2 separate regions of the Mus musculus genome follow, and region 1 is linked to region 2. Evidence: chromatin contacts called from public HiChIP or PLAC-seq data. All regions are on one chromosome and are shown on one strand. The core of a region is the stretch at or near the end of the contact, and the rest is flanking DNA. Distances in the headings are between cores, read along the strand shown.

Region 1 (2,700 bases), core at 169-2,668, 380 kb before region 2:
AACCAGGTTCTAAATGTCCCATTACCTCCTCTTCTAGCTCTGCTTGCCTTAAGCAAGTTAATAAAGTTATTCTCCCTCTGCCTCTCTCTCTCTCTCTCTCTCTCTCTCTCTCTCTCTCTGTGTGTGTGTGTGTGTGTGTGTGTGTGTGTGTGTGTAGTTATGCCCATTTTGTAAAATGGTAATAATAATTGGACCCACATCATGGGATTGTTGTGAGTATTAAAGAGGTGGTGCTTGTGAGAATCCTGCTTGTGAGAATCATGGTTGGTACCCAACAGAGGAGAGAGTTCACATTTGCTATGCATTACAGCTCCTAGTGCAGTGGCTGGCATACCACACACGTCAATGACTGCTGGTTATTATGACTACTAGGACTATTATTCACTTAGCTGAGGGAAGGATGTCTGTCCAAATCTCTTATTTCCTCACTCTTGACCTCCTGGTATGATTCAGACATAAGTCCCCTGAGGTGTCATTCAGTTCCGAGGGGTAAAGAAGGGAGAGCTATGAGGATAAATGAGGAGAGAAAAGATGTCATCCTGGCAATTCAGACCCCATGGGGTGCCCATCCCGGGACCAGCTGACCTTTCAACCAAGAGGAGAAACCACAGCAGCACTCACTTTCCCTTGACTCCTAGTGAGTCATGCTAAGTCATTCCCTTGGCTCCCAGTCTGTGGGGAAAGATGTTTGAAACATAGCTAGAATCATAGGCTCTGATTAGACCAGAATGTTCTGATGTGGTTAACTGGAGGAGGTAAATGTCCTGGATTCTAGGGGCCTTTATTCACCTCTGGTATTTGAAGAGGCTGGGTACAAGTCTCCAAGACAAATACCCTTCCTCTCTAGGGCCAGAGGGAAGGCAGGGGGAGAGTTTCAGTTTGGCTCTTGTGCATGGTTGCTAATTTTCTCTGAAATCAGCTCATGACTTATAACTCTAGACAAATGCTTTTGGTGTACATTCTTCACTCTGTAAGCATCAACTGGCTACTATGTACCAGCTATAGTGTTGCTATACTGTCATAGGGCATCTTAAGTAATTATTACATAATATTTAAAGCCTGTAATGTAAGTGCCACCAGATCTGATATATGCCTAACAAATGGGGAAATCACAAAAGCCTTCTTGGAGGAATGATGGAATAAAACTACTGGTCCCAGAAAGTGACCCAACAGAGTGAAAACTCCACTTCTTCTTACAAGTTTCTTGGGAAGATTTCTCACTCATTTTGGGTCTTGATTCTTCTACCTGCTGTAGCCTCCCCCAGCCTGGAGTAGACTGACTTTGACCTTGCTGCCACTGAGAATGAGACCACCTGGGGTAAAGCCTTCCGACCTAGATGGCTCTATTGTTCTGTCATCTGCTGCTGCTCTTCTCCAAGACACTGGTACCTGCTGAGAGGCCCTTGAGATATTCCAGAAACAGCAGGTCTGAGACAACATCCGGCAGATGGCCTACAGGCTGGTAACAGGCATCAAGAACGGATTGTCAGAGGATGAGCCTCCTGTCTTTATAAGTACAGACTCTTAGTAAACTTGGGGCCTTGAACAGAAATATGTCTTGGCCTCCATTATTTCTCTCACCGTTTTCTCCCATACAGCTCCTGCCTCCCACTCAGGAACCCAGTTAGTGTGGCTGCAGGCAACTACAACCTGCAAAAGAGACAATGGTACCTTTCTAAAGGATTCTGTTTGTAGACTGATCAAGGTAACAAAGTTAGACTATCATGGCAATGTGCCAGGAACAGAGTTAACAAAAGGTGGCCACTTTTGTTGGTGATCACCTGTATATGCCTTCACATTCCACATGTTTTCATCTCAAAGATGGCTGCATCTGAGCCCAGAATCTGATAAGCCTGCATTTGAAGAGTTCCTCTGTTGCCTGAGACTAGTTGGAATCCTGAATATTCAGCAGTACATTTAAGAAGAGATCTCCAAGCATCTCTGAGGATGTCCAAGTACACTCACTCTTGAGTAGAGGCCTCCATTGAGAAGTTCATAGAGTGCCTCTTCTGCTTCGGCTTCCTAGACTTCCAGGAGCTATTCTTCTGGGCCCATTTCCACTACTTGGCTGCACCCTAAATTTAGAGGGGAGAGGAAAGAGATTATGCTGTGTAGTCCCATTTGAGTTCACAGGGTGGTGGCTTCTGGGGAAAATTCTAGAGTACTCTCTGGATTAAGAGCTCCTGTATGGCGGGTGACCTCTTCTCAGGTTGTTCACTGAGTGCCAGAAAGGAGTAGAAGGCTTGAGTCACATGTGTCTTCTATCTTCTGTCATTTCCATATAAAATGATCAAGATGGCTGAATCACTCCCAAGGAGAACAACACCATGTCCTTAGTCTCCTCGGCTTTGTCATCTGTTATGAATTTTGTGGGACTTTTGTCTCCTATTTTATGAGCTCTTTCTTCTCTCCTAGCTGTGCCACAGCACATCTGTACTGGCTAGTATTATGTCAACTTTACACAAGCTAGAGTCAACCGAGAAGAGGGAGCCTCAATTGAGAAAATGCCTCTTTGCAAGATTGGGCTGTTGGCAAGTCTGAGCAACATTTGTAAGGCATTTTCTTAATTAGTGATTGATGTGAAAGGACCCAGCCCATTGTGTATGAGGCCACCCCTGGGCTGGGGATCCTGCGTGTTATAAGAAAGCAAACTTGGCAAGCCATGAGGAGCAAGCCAGTAAGCAGCACTCTTCCATTATC
Region 2 (2,700 bases), core at 38-2,537:
ACCTGCCTATGTGTCTGTATGAGGGTGGCATATCCTCAGGAACTAGAATTACAGACAGTTGTAAGCTGTCATATGGTTGCTGGGATTTGAACCCAGGTCCTCTGGAAGATCAGCCAGTGTTTTTAAGTGCTGAACCATCTCTCTAACCCCCACCATCTATATTCTTAATTACCATGTTATATCACCTCCTATCCAGACTGAAGAGGAAAGCAATGCCCTCCAAGCCACAGAACTACTGTGACAACCCTAAAACTTAACTTAAAATATCACAAGTAAGAGCATGAGGACTCTAATGTAGTATATAAGTGTTGACAAGTGTTGATGTTGTTATTTTCACAAATGAATAAATAATCGTTTGATTTACAGAACATGATGGCTCAAGCTAGAGTCAAATACAGGATGTTTTAAAGATGTTCACAGCAAGACAGAACGTTAAAGATTCTGAAAGTCTCTAAATGGGCTGATTCAGTAATAAACAGTAAGGAACCATTAGGTGAACAGAAAAGTAGGGCCCCATTAAAAGGATCTCTGTCCACCTGCAGACAGGAGTTCCTACCCAATAAACAAAACATGCCTACCTGGAAAATTCAACAGCAGGCCTACCCACTAGCTGGCTTCCTCAGTGGCCCTAGCTCTGAGCCCTTAGCACTAAGTGGTGGGGTGAGGGGGAAGCAAAATGAGTAAGAGATATAAAGAAACTAGAAACAAAGGCTAAAAGAAACCTAAATCTGACTTAAGGAAAACATTTGCATAAGTCACACAGTAAACAAAATTAGTTAAGCCCATAGCCCAAGCCGGAAACTATAACCTGATCTCAAGGGGTCGTTCCTGGAGGGTTGCCAAGAACCTGAGTCATCCTGGACACTCAGGGTCATGTGGGTCTGTCTGCCAAGGTGCTTTTCCATCCTTTAAGATACTGGAAACGGAATCATTGCACATCTTTCAAAAATTCCATCATCCAGAGCAACTCAGAAAGGCACTGAATTGGTGCTTCTAATTTCTGAAATTGTACATGATTTTGAAAGAGTACACAAAACTAAGAAGCTGTCAAAAAGCATGTTAACAGATGTGTACAGGGAAATGAGCATCCTGGAGGTACTCACAGGACAGTCTGAATAACTCAGGAACCCAGTTGTGTGCAGGAAAGGGCAAGCTCACAGTTCTACCACACTGGGCCATCTGAACTTTCCCAGTTTCTCTAAACCCTTGAACACAAACACAGAGTCTGAGAACTCTCAAGCAAAGCCAACAAAGCTTGAGCCTACTAGGGCTCCTGCTTCCTCCCTCCACATGGTCCTCTGATCCTATGCCTATGCACTCCAGGAACCAGGTTCTCCCCAGCCAGTCTCTTGTGGCTTGACTTTTCTCACTCATCCTTAAAGAAGACAACTGGACTGTAGAAGCTTTGCTAACCTGTGGGTAAAGGACAAAGCCAGCGTCTGCCCTCCAGGAGCCAAAACACTGATCTTATCTGTAGGTCTTCAAAAGAACACAGAACTCTATTGTGCTAGACAGCTTCTATTTTCCCTCCAAATCAGCTCTGTGCCGTCTTCACCCTGCAGTCTACTAAGAAGGTTCCCCGGAGGAGGCTCCAGAGGAGTGAAGCTCCAGCATGTACCCTGCTTCTACTAAGACTTGGGACATTCAGAGGGACAGGAAGGAAGGTCATGCCCATCTCTAACAAAGTCGCTTTCAGGCCCAAGGGTAATCTTAGCTCAATTTGTTCTGGTAAAGAAATTGTTCTTTATTCATATTTTCTAAGCTAACCCTGACATATCTGGATGAGGTGAAAATTTTAATGGCTCTTGGAGAAGTTGTGGGAAGAGAAAACATAATCAAAGTATGTGAGGGTTTTTTTTTTTAACAAAAAAGATATCAGGTTCACAGCAAAAAAAAATAAAATAAAATAAAATAAATAAGCATGTTAAGTAAAAAACAATGACTTTACTTCCTGTCCTCCTTTTCCTGCCTCCAGCCCCTCTCATGAAACTTGCACCCTCAAATCTGCAGCCTCTTTTTATACATACATTCACATTATGTAACTAGAACTGCTGAGTCCATTAAGTGAACTGGCATTGTGATGTGTGCTCGTGAGTCAGATCCAGGCCTCCTTGTCCCCCCAGAGCCTTGCCACCTGCCCCACACTGAAATTCACATTCACATGCTCTCTCAAACGAAGCTAAACAAAAACAAATGAAAATCAAAAGAAACAAATTTAAAAAAAAAAACAAAATAAAACAAAAAGGGGAGTAATTAATTTTTTAAAGGTAGAAAAATCTCTCAATGGACTGCACAGTGAGGAGCTTGCAGGCCTTCCTTCCCAACATCCAACTCTAGAAAGAGTCACAAAGACATCCCTCCTACAAAGCAGGATGACCTCCAAGTGAGGCTGATAGGCTACCGTGGCTTCCTCCATCCATAGACAACACATAGGACAACCCTTGCGTGTTTAAACACTTTCCGGGCACTAATAGCAAGTCCATGAGAAAGGGCTTTATTGCTAAACAGACTTTCTAATGAAAAAAATGAATCATGTGGAGGCCAAGTAAACTGCCAAGGTCGCCCACTAGTAAATGTCAGGGCCAGCACTTGAACTGTGAGCCTGGCACGGGCTTAAAAACAAAATCCTCTTCTTTATCTGTAAGAGGAAAAGGATATTGGGGATGGCTCAAGAACTCAAAATTCAGGAGATTCAGAAAG

The links. HiChIP or PLAC-seq counts read pairs in DNA pulled down with a chosen protein or histone mark.
Region 1: a GR HiChIP or PLAC-seq map of the 3134 cell line shows a contact between it and region 2, with 10 times the contacts expected there. The contact joins two enhancer-like sites. A contact is called at or near these places in 3 of 484 Hi-C or Micro-C datasets (the C2C12 cell line, bone marrow-derived macrophages and embryonic fibroblasts) and 5 of 115 datasets of contacts at active chromatin or transcription factors (the 3134 cell line, embryonic fibroblasts, fibro-adipogenic progenitors and 2 more).

What each region holds. Positions count from the first base shown.
Region 1 is chr2:126,301,254-126,303,953 of GRCm38.p6, reverse strand. No RefSeq gene overlaps it. Among named protein-coding and RNA genes, the nearest start is that of Dtwd1, 150 kb to the right of the region's middle. Within about 2 kb of position 1,418, at least 49 of the 459 cell types and tissues checked have an H3K27ac peak or open chromatin away from gene starts, as enhancers often do.
Region 2 is chr2:125,923,393-125,926,092 of GRCm38.p6, reverse strand. The region is part of intron 5 of Galk2 (galactokinase 2); the gene reads right to left. Among named protein-coding and RNA genes, the nearest start is that of Galk2, 59 kb to the right of the region's middle. Within about 2 kb of position 1,287, at least 13 of the 459 cell types and tissues checked have an H3K27ac peak or open chromatin away from gene starts, as enhancers often do.